Linked DNA regions of Hordeum vulgare: region 1 is linked to region 2. A link is a contact called in public Hi-C data. All regions are on one chromosome and are shown on one strand. Each heading gives the region's core, a stretch centred on a gene start, on an enhancer-like site or on the middle of the called end of the contact. The rest is flanking DNA. Distances are from core to core; before and after follow the strand shown. Region 1 overlaps LOC123443954 (dual-specificity RNA methyltransferase RlmN). Region 2 holds the start of LOC123443950 (carbonic anhydrase, chloroplastic).

What was found. Hi-C and Micro-C count contacts between places; a contact is called where the count stands out from the background.
Region 1: a Hi-C map of leaf shows a contact between it and region 2, with 3 times the contacts expected there. The contact joins the enhancer-like site here to the promoter of LOC123443950 in region 2. A contact is called at or near these places in 2 of 6 Hi-C or Micro-C datasets (leaf and seedling).

The regions. Positions count from the first base shown.
Region 1 is chr3H:390,808,559-390,814,199 of MorexV3_pseudomolecules_assembly, reverse strand. LOC123443954 (dual-specificity RNA methyltransferase RlmN) reads left to right here. Exons shown (of 8, transcript XM_045120529.1): 4 at 30-160; 5 at 259-367; 6 at 860-1,051; 7 at 1,137-1,273; 8 at 1,632-2,043. The coding sequence ends at 1,908. Among protein-coding and RNA genes, the nearest start is that of LOC123443954, 19 kb to the left of the region's middle. Within about 2 kb of position 3,094, at least 2 of the 3 cell types and tissues checked have open chromatin away from gene starts, as enhancers often do. A contact at or near this core is called in leaf, where this site is marked.
Region 2 is chr3H:390,243,333-390,248,904 of MorexV3_pseudomolecules_assembly, reverse strand. It overlaps LOC123443950 (carbonic anhydrase, chloroplastic), which reads left to right and starts at 2,069. Exons shown (of 8, transcript XM_045120526.1): 1 at 2,069-2,589; 2 at 5,301-5,362; 3 at 5,477-5,525. The coding sequence starts at 2,422.

The DNA of each region.
Region 1 (5,641 bases), core at 1,845-4,344, 560 kb before region 2:
GATTGATTTTGGAACACAGGATGTTACAGATACTGTTCTCTCTTGAAGATGCCTCTGTGATTGAAACAGTTGTCATTCCTAGTGCCAGGGGGCGGACAACGGTCTGTGTTTCAAGTCAAGTGGGCTGTGCCATGAATTGTCAGTTTTGCTTCACTGGGAGGTCTGTCGACATTCTTTGCATAGCGTTTGTAGTAGCTATTTCATATTTTTGTAGTACCTATTTCATATTCTTTCTTCTATTTCTTTTGGGCGCTGAAGAATGGGCTTGAGAAAGCATTTGTCTACAGCTGAGATAGTTGAGCAGGCTGTGTTTGCTCGTAAGCTATTTTCAGATGAATTTGGTTCTATTACAAATGTTGTATTTATGGTAAGCATTCTTTTCATGGTAACTAATAACACTAACTCTAGTATGGTGTTTAACTAAGCATATGACTGTAGTTCATAGTTTTATCTTGAATATGTATCTTGCTTTTGCATGCCATTCTTCTTGAATTACTATAAAACTACCCTTTGTGTTTTATTTTTTTGAACTCCAACCGGCATGTTAGATATATTCCCCCTACTTGGCATTGTTCCTGGTAGCATTACCCTGCTTTGGCCTGCATTTGTATCCTGATATCAGTATTCATTACTGTTGAAATTGTAGGCCTAACGTTATGGCTTCCTTTATCATAGTTTTGGTCTTTTCTGAGTTCCACATTTATAAGTTTAGACTCTAGTGATAATGATAGCAACGTCATGGAAGCCTTGGTATGCATTATTCACTAGTATTTGTATAGTATTAATGCTGTTGCATTTTTTTTAATAAGATGCTATCACTTTTCCTCAATAATCTTCCATTAATATCTAATTTTTCCAGGGCATGGGCGAGCCGTTGCACAATGTAGATAACGTAATAAAAGCATCATCTATAATGGTTGATGAGCAGGGCCTTCAGTTTAGTCCTCGCAAGGTTACTGTATCCACAAGTGGTCTCGTTCCAGAGATAAAACGCTTCCTCAATGAATCCAATTGTGATCTGGCCGTGAGTCTTAATGCAACAACTGATGAGGTGAAACTGAAAATTTGTTATTCTATTGTGGTGAAATGGTTTGACACTATTTTGCTATGCTGTATACACTAACTTCCTGTTCCAGGTTAGGAATTGGATAATGCCCATTAACAGAAAGTACAATCTTAGTACGCTTCTTGGCACTTTGAGGGAGGAACTTTGTTTGAGACCTAAGTCCATAGTGCTATTTGAATACGTCATGCTTGCTGGAGTGAATGACAGGTCAGGAATCTTGGGTTAAACAATTGTTTCTCATTGTTTTCATCTCAACGATTCTTCTTAGAAGAGCTTACATCTGGTGATATTTTTACTTGGGACATGGATATAGCAACATTTGCAAACGGGTGTTCTTTTTTCCAGTACTACTCAATTTTTAACTGCTTCATGCATATGGGCCAAATGAGGAGTCGAATGGTGATCTATACAGTATATAATATAGTCGACATTGTTGTTTTAGCAAGTTTCTTGTACACAAATTAAAGCTTCCAGTCTGTAAGTAAAATTTTTTTGAAGACCTTGCAGCAAAATGATTTACCCCTTGAATCCTGAACTCATTTTTTTGGGTTTACTATGCTTGCAGTGTGGATGATGCGAAGAGGCTTACAGAGCTGGTTCGTGGTATTCCCTGCAAGATCAACCTCATCTCTTTCAATCCCCATAGCGGGTCCCAGTTCAAGCCGACGCCCGATGAGAAAATTATCGAGTTCCGTAACATGTTAATCCAATCTGGCCTTACCGTTATGGTGCGGCTAAGCAGAGGCGATGACCAGATGGCTGCCTGCGGGCAGCTAGGAGAGCCTGGTGACTATCAGCTACCGCTGCTCCGTGTTCCTGAGAAATTTCAGGTCGCCTTCTGAAGCCAAATACGTAGTAATCGGTACAGTAGTAAAACAGGTGCCTGGGAACAATCTGATAAAGACAAGGCAGTAATATGCGTGTAATGAGGATGAAACCACGCTGATTCTTTCAGGTCAATCATCTTCCTGAGGCTATGTTCGGTTAAACCTCTCTCATAGAGGATTGGAGGGGATTGAGGTGGATTTTGACTTACAGGGGATTTAATCCTCCCCAATCCCCTCCAATCCCTTTCAAACCCCTTGCAACCGAACAAGGCCTGAGCGAGCCTTACGACCGTTCGAGCATTTTCTGAATTTTGATGGCAAGTGCTGAACGGTTGATCTGTGCTGATTGTAACCCATGTTCTGATTAATACAGTATATATCATCTCTCTTTTTGTTGCAGAAATAAGAACATTTGGTCAGCAAAGAAGTTGCATGTTTCTTCGTTTGATGCAGGGAGGGCTAGGTATCAAATAAAGCCGAGACGAACCTCTGGATCGGCATGCTCCAAGCAACTTTGAGTGGACGCATGACATGTGGGCATCTGGCATAGCTTCCGACGCGGTCCGAGTCGCCAAAGTCGGTTCTGTTGCAGAGGTACTAGTTCCAAAAGACTGGAATCTACTCTAGCTATTGCTTTGCTGGTCATCTTGGATTTAGATGATGCAGGAATGACAGAAAGACAAGAAAAGGGCCTACGTGCATGCTTTGCCTTGCTTGAGATACCTTAACCATTAAGGTGTGCATGCCATTGCCATACCACCACCTGACCTGACCTGAGCACCCTACTTAGAAAAGAAAAGGGCAAAGCGATCTAACACAAGCCCCACCAATCAATGCGCCTTCTTTCCAAAAGCAGTTGCATTACAAGACCGCACCCATGGGGATTTGGGCGCCTTTAGCACTAATCTGCAGCCCAAATGGAGTACTCCACAGCCTACACGGATACACCTGCTTCTTTGCTTTAGTTGCAGAAGATTGCTTGGATTTTGATTCGCAAAAAAAAAAAGATTGCTTGGATTTTGACATCCCAGAAAACAAAAGACAAAGGGACTCTCTCTACGGCTGTTGTTTTCTAAAAGGCTTTTGTTTGGTTTAATATTTTCGAGAGGCCCGAGCCAGATTTTGATGACAGTCTATGATGTAACCAACAGAACTAGTAGCGACGTAGCAACTAGACTTGCTGAGGACTGAGGAGCCTTGATGACTGAGCTGTGGCATTCTGTCGTCAAATCCACGCTTTGGATCAGTTCTTTTCTTCTACCTTCAGCATACCGTGTGCCCTGGCCTTTTCATGGGGCCCGTCTGAAACAACCGCAATTAAGTGCAGATTCACACGGCAGCACCTGCTTCGTTAATGTATTCCTTCTTACAACAGTCGCTGCTCTGGCATATATAAAACGAAAAAGGAATTCCTAACAATATATTCAGTGATGTAGTTTTAAACATCATATTTTCAGTGATGTAGAACAAAATACATTGAAATGAGGTCTGTGTCAATTTTTTTTATGGTTTTTTAACACATGATACTATTCATGCCAAAAGTTTATGAATTTGTTATTTTTGCACAGATTGAATCTTAAGGTATTTCATTCTGATTTTTTGCACACATATACATTTCATCTTTGTGTATTTGCATATTTGTTTTTAGTTTTTTTTGAAACAGAAATTTTGAATTTTGAATTTTTTAAAAACAAAGGGTGCCATGGAGCCCTAGCTCCAATAGGCATTTTCGCTGCTCCGGCATATGTAAAACGAAAAAGGAATTCCTAACATTTTTTTTCAGTGCTGTAGTTTTCAACATCATATTGGTGTCTCTATACATACATATAAATGTAGTAGTTCTCAAGATCCATAACGTATATGTCAGGCAATAACAGCAATCGACTGACAACTATTCTCTCGCTCCCGACGTGTCTCCATAGCCGTCACGCGTCCACGACATGATGAAAAGATTGGATCTTGGTCGTGCTTAATTTTCTAGACAACCTCCCGACCCACCTTACTGGTTATTCATATCCTATCAAAGAAGCGGCAAACCAGGGAACAATCATACTGAGACATTATTGACCTCTAATTTGTATCTGTCAGAGATAGTTCCAAGCTGCCTACCGATGAACATGACATGGCATGACAATTGTTTACGATAACAACACACAATAATTTACTATCATGCCAGCCAAGCTAAGTGTGTTGAATAAGCACGCGCCTTGTCGCTACCTAGCTAGATCCAAATTCCAATTACCACTAAACTTGCGTTTCATTTTGTCTCAATATGTCACCTTGCATAACTTCAAAAAGTAGAGGCTCTGTCGAATTAGATAGGCAGGACTAAAAAAAACATTTGCTTAATGGGTGAGGCATGGTTAAGTGGTGAGGTTGCAGCAGCGGCTAAGCATATATTTGGTGGCTAAACTTACGAGTACAAGAATAAGAGGGGGAAGATCTACGCATAACGGACGTGAACTACTGATGATCAAGTGAATGATCCTGAACATCTACCTACGTCAGACATAACCCCACCGTGTCCTCGATCGGAGAAGGAACTCACGAAAGAGACAGTCACGGTTACACACACAGTTGACAAGTTTTAATTAAGTTAACTTCAAGTTATCTAGAACCAGTGTTAAACAAAGCTTCCACGTTGCCACATAACCGCGGACACGGCTTTCCGAAAAATTTAACCCTGCAGGGGTGCTCCAACTAGTCCATCACAAATTACCACAAGCCGCATAGAAATCCTCAATCAAGAAGCTCGCGACCTCGTCGGATTCCCTAGTGGAAAACCTCAACTCTGAGATTACCCAAAGCATCACCGGAATCCCGATGCACAAGATATCTCGTCAAAGGTAAAACTAATCCAGCAAGGCCGCCCGACGTGTCGACGATCCCGATAGGAGTCGCGTACCTCGTTCTCAGGACACGACGGATAAGCGACGCGTACAAGTGCCAAACCTCGAGTTTCCTCGCGGTGGCCCCGCACAGTGCTCTGTTTTGGACCAACACTCATGAGGAGCACTGGTCCGGGGGTTGATTAAATTATCCTCGGGGTCCGGAAAGTCCCTATGCAAGTTTATTAAGTGATTAGGCAAATGTAGTACCAATGTTGGGCCTTGCCAGACCAGCTTTAATCTAAAACAAATTATCAAGGAGGTCCCCATAACAACCCCGATCGTGTTAGGAGCGCTCATTTATGGAACATAACACCGGTAGCCGAAAACTAAGGGGGCAAAGGTGGAACAAAACACCAGGCTAGAAAGGCCGAGCCTTCCACCTTTTACCAAGTATATAGGTGCATTAAATTAAATAGCATTTAAATATGGTGATATAACAAGGAACCCATGTTATCACATGGAAGCAATGCACCTGCAACTAGCAACGCTAACACAAGGTTAAGCAAGCAGTAACATAGCCAATCAGTGGTTTGTTAGGTTGAACAGGTTGAAGGTTAATATGGCATTGTTGAGAGGCTGATATTTAACAAGTGGTAGGCAACGAGACATAATCGATAGCATCGAGATAACTAGCATGGCAATGATAATAATGGTATCTAGGGAAATGATCATCTTGCCTGAGATCCCGCTTGGAAGAAGAATGCCTCCGTGAAGCAGACGAACCGACGTAGTCGAACGGGTCCTCACAATCCGGCACGCTGCGGAACTCTAACGAGACGAAGCAAAACGGAAAATTCAAATCAACACACGAAATTCACCACACGATGCACAACACATATGATGCATGAGCTACTGAA
Region 2 (5,572 bases), core at 820-3,319:
CTTTCACAACCGACACCATCTGCCCTCGCTGCCGCCACCCACTTCCGGTCGCTTGGACGCTGCCGCCACCCAGGCCTGGGCATAAAAACCGATGAACCAAAGACCGAACCGATGCCGAAACCGAAAAAACCGAATTTTCGGTTTTTCATGCTGTTATAGGAAAATTCGGTTTTGAACTTTACTAACCGAATTGTATTCAGCCGGTTCGGTTTTATATCGGACACCGAAACATAAACCGAACTTGCTATGGAAATTGCCGCATGTGTGCATGCGAGACGTGCTGGGCGCCTCGGCTGGTCACATAACACAGGTAATTAGGCCCACTTTTTTGCATGACAGATTGTGCCAGGCTGGCCTCGACGTATCGCCTCTGCTGAAGCCCGCTCGCTCATTCATTCCGCATGCATTTGGATTTGTCCCACCTCGCCTAGCTACACGAGATGAGGCAGTGAGTTCGTCTACTTAAGAAGGCTTGCTGCCAGAGGAAAAATACATGCTCGAAACGTGGTGAGAACAATTGATGTTTCTCTTCGGTATAAACTGAAACCGAACCGAATTTTTCGGTTAACCGAGTTTTTGGTTTTCAATCTTTTTGTGCTCTTTTCGGTCAGCAATATTAGAAAACGATTTTCAAAAAAGACCGAACAGTAGAAACCGAACTTTCGGTTTCTACCGAACGCCCAGGCCTACCGCCACCCACTTCTGGTCGCTTGGACGATGCCCATTCCTCCTCCCGCATGTACCCATTCCCCCCACCTCAATGCCGCATCCGAAGGCACATTCTTGCCGACATTTGTGGCCTCTTCTCTCCACTTTTGGTTCAAGGGCAGCTACAGTTGCCAGCACCGACCTCCACTGCACTTCCACCAGCCTCGTGCTCCAGCGCCGCTCACCGCACTCGCCTCTACTTTCACATGCCTCCTGCATGTACGGGGAGGGCGTGGAGCTCTTCACTGGTTGCTACCACATAACGCCCACAAGGTGTTCGTTGCTTTGCCCGCAAGGTACAATGGATAGTGGGGATGAATTCTTTTTCAACAACTTCATTTGTGATTCGGACGATTCTTCGTCCGTCGGTGAGGATTTTGTTGTTGCTACTTTGTTCATCAATGAGCACATTGCTAGGCAGCGGCCGAGGTTCAGAGGATCCATTTTGGGCCATGCTCCAGCGTTGAATCGGAAAAGAGAAAGCGACCATTGCCTACTCTTCACCGTCTACTTTGAGTGCATGTTCACACTCTTCAACCCCAAGCTTTTTTGGCACTGCTCCAGGATGGCAAGACATGGGTTCAACCATATTCGTGAGGGAGTGATGGCGTATGATGCAAAGAGGATGCCCTTGGAAAGGTTGATGTCTCCTTTTATCACAAATGCAATGTGGCTATTCGGATGCTTGCATACGTAATTCACGGGTTATCATGTTTATGAGTATGTCTGCATGAGTGAGTCCTCATGAATTGCATCATTGTAGAAGTTCCACAAGGTTGTGGTAGCAGTATTTGGTCTGGAGTACTTAAGAGATTCAAATGCCACAGATACAACCCATTTATTGACGATCAATGCGAGAGAGGCTTTCCCGGGAAGCTTGGTACCATAGATTGTATGTACTGTAAGTGGAAGAACCGTCCATTTGCTTGACATGGGCAATATAAGGGGCACATGAAAGCTTGCACTGTCATACTTGAAGCAATCACTTCAAAAGATATCTGAATTTGACAATCTTATTTCGTATGGTTTGTTCTGACAATGACATAAACGTGCATCAACGGTCTCCCTGCAATCCTCGACCTCCTTGGGGCAGGAAAACCACCCATGTCAAACGAAGCCTTACTGACGTAGAAGATGTTTACCAGAGCTAATGATTCACCGAGGTGTATCCTGGTTCCCGGTCTTATCTCTCGAGCTAATGATTCACCGAGCACATCCTGATCACACCTTATTCTGAGCACATCCTGATCACACACTTGACCCACTTCATCGCGACCACACCTCACCGTCGGCCCAGGCCCAAGCAAGAAAACCTTTGATAATTGTTGACTGATACGCGGCGGAGGATAGCAGCAGGTAGCGGCATGTCCATATCGTCATCCATCTCTCGACCGTAATCCCACGTCCCCCAACGCCACGCATTCAAACCCTTCAATTTCCGGCCCCATCCTCCCGCGTGTGGACCAGGATCCGTGCCGCGCGAACCGTTGGCCACGATGGAGCGTCGCGTTATCGGGAGCCTATCCGGTGTCCCGCCGGGGGGATGAGGGCGCCCATCGCCAGTGGCCGGGATCCACCGGCCTCGCCGAGCCGCACGCCGCCGCGCGCAACCCGTCCTTGGCTAGCTTGGTCCTCCGCGCGCAGCCGCTCCCGGCACTATTTCTTGCGCGCGTATATATAAGGAGGGCGCCAGGCACCGCCCATCTGCAGACAATGTCGACCGCCGCGGCTAACTGGTGCTACGCAACCGTCGCGCCCCGTGCCCGCTCCTCCACCATCGCCGCCAGCCTCGGCACCCCCGCGCCCTCCTCCTCCGCCTCCTTCCGCCCCAAGCTCATCAGGACCACCCCCGTCCAGGCCGCGCCCGTCGCACCTGCATTGGTACGTACTGCACCTGCACCTGCACCTGCACTACACTACGCACGCCTTGGCAACTGCATGCACCATGCATAGCTAGCATATCCGTCCTCTATCCGGCCCTTCTTAAGCTTTGGCTATAAGTTTGGCATCATGGCATGTGCCTTTGCTGTTTTGGGAACGGCATGGGCCATGGGTCCCTTTGATCCACGCCACATGCCTAGATCTTCTTCCCAGAATATGGGAGGATGCCAGCCACAATGCCTTGCGATGGCTGAACCAAATGCACCTCATTTTCGCGCTCAAAGAACCAAAACGCATTACTGCACAGCTGAGTTGACCAGCTTGATCTGCACATGGGGCTTGCATGTTGCCCATGATCTCCTATACTTTGCAAAAGCAATCATTGAATAGTATATGGATCCAACTTCCAACAGACAAAGGCATTGTTTTCTTTAGTCCTCCCTGCATCCACCATCAACATGAGTGTCAACAAACCGCATAGAATACGCGGGAAGAACGGTTTTCCAAAGAGGTGCCCAGCGATAATGTTAATTAAACACAATAATGTGCTCTGGATTGAAAATAACTTCACAAAGTCTCAAGTGTACAGGAGAAAGTTTATACTAGTGCATAAATATGTTGCTGCTTTTCCTTAAAGCGATAAGGTGGAGTCTATCGGGCATTATTGCTAAGACTGAACGACGCCAATTAAGCTAGGTCTACTCTATGTTCCTACTCTCCTGGTTCTTCGAGAATGATGTCCATCCTTTTGGCTTGATGTTGGGTAGTTTGACTTTGATTCGAAATACTAACGACTAGGTCATCCAATGCGTCAGCTTCCTATTTTCCTCTTTTTGGAGTTTTCAAACACCACCTATGCAAGTTATTACACTCGAAGGTTATAACAAATCCTCATTTAGATTACTAATGTCTCAAGAAAACAAAGAGTAATGTGCAGAAACACCAAACTTTTACGTAGGAGATTGTACATAAAAACTTGTAAACCATAGGTAGAGGACGCCTGGTCTTTTAATTTGTTGGCATCAACGCCACAACGCTACACGTAGTGATGTGATGCAGAGCTTGAAGCTGATTGCAACCCTCAACCATGTGTGGTAGCAGCTCCTCCAGCCGAGATGCCATCAACAAAGAAAGAATCCTACACATATGTCGTCCCAATGTATTAATCTTACATTCTAAAGAACATGCTGAAGTATTATTTGGCATAATACATCATGCATGTCAAAAAAAGAGCAGAAACGCCGTCATAGCAAGCATTTACAGTCTGTCTTCAAAAAAAAAAGAGCAAGCCGTTGCCGTTCGGTCGTCAATTCAGGAGATTCGGGAGCAAATGCCTGCCCCTGGTCGTCGATTGAGGAGTAGGGAGGGAGGGAGGGAGCGGTACGTTGCATAGGTTCCTTCCAATAATTCAGGAGGCGTTGGTCTCGGCAGTTGGTACGGGATAGAGGCGTCATTTCCGCTCCGCCTTCCTCGTCTATGAAAAGGAAGATGCTACGTCCCCGTGAAGAGGTGGCCCTTCCTCCGGCCCCAGGATCTGGATTTAGACGTTCGTTGGGAGTAGAGGGGCCAATTGTCCTTGTATCTGGGAGCTGGTGATTACCCCAGCCCCCACCTTCACCCCATGCACCTGGGCAAACGCTTCTGGGGATCTGACTAGTACTACTACTAGTACTAGGCAGCACACAGTTGAATGGCTGGCTGGCTGGCTGGCAGAAACGAGTAGAGTAGTACTGGTATCCTGATATGCTTTGACTTGTGAACTTTGTCGGTTCCTAGACCTAGTGGCAATTGCATCATGCAGCAGTTCCTTTGTTCGTAAGCTTTCTCTCGACCCATCTTATATATATTTGATTCCATAAATAATAACATTAGAAAGTAGTAGTAGTAGTAGTACAAAAGGAAAGGATAAACATAAGCAGGTCCGGCCACCTTCAATTCACGGGTTTAATGATCTGACCAAAACATGCTAGTACTAGAAAAAGAGAAAAGAGGACCATAGTGACCGGCCATTTGGCCACAGAGCCAGCCCCTCCTTTGCTGCTAACTTCTTTCGTTGCCTTCTTCTTTCCACTCACCGCGTTCCACGTGCCATGTTTGCCAGTAATCCGTCCGTCCATCCATCCGGGGAGAGAAGAGAGAAGAGAGAAGAGAGGAGAGAAAACAAAAGAGTAGAGTCGCGATAGTTGAAGATGAGCGGCTGCCTGTGCCTCCCCTGCTGCTATAAGAAGTCCCCCGCCCCCGCCCCCGCTGGGGAGAACAACAAACCAGCAGCGGCAGCGGCAGCGGCAGCGGCAGCGATAGATTCTTCCTCCTCGTCACTCATCCAGAAGCCTACCTACCATCCACCACCTCCTCCACCCTCCAACAAGGTCCGTCTCCCTCCTCCCCCCTCTCCCCCACACACCACCCACAAACTGCTCCATCCATCCATCAATCTCTTCTTTTTTCCGTTTCCTTTTCTCCGCCCGCCCCCCTTTCGATTCAGTTCACAGCTTGCCCTTTCAGCTTTTCTTCTTCTTCTTCTTCTTTTTTGTTGTAAAGCATTTGTTATCCTCTTGCATCGCCTTTGAATCGCCTTTGTTCGTTTGCGCACGCCCTCCCTCTCCCTCTCCGTGGGCACAGCTCTCTCCCTCGAAATTCGCATGATGCATGTCAATGGGTTAATTTGACGGCAACTGATTCGGTGCTGATCCTTCCCTCCCCTTTTGCAGATGGACGCCGCCGTGGAGCGCCTCAAGACCGGGTTCGAGAAGTTCAAGACCGAGGTCTACGAGTAAGCAGTTACCCCCAATCCTGTCCTGCTGCGTCAAACCGATGATGTTTTCGTTCGATTTAAGTCTTGTGTTTTAACTGACGATTCTCTCTCCGTTTCCTCTTCCCCTGACAGCAAGAAGCCCGATTTCTTCGAGCCGCTCAAGGCCGGCCAGGCGCCCAAGGTATGTACCCCCCATCATTCCTTCTGCCATAAAATGTTGCCCTACTC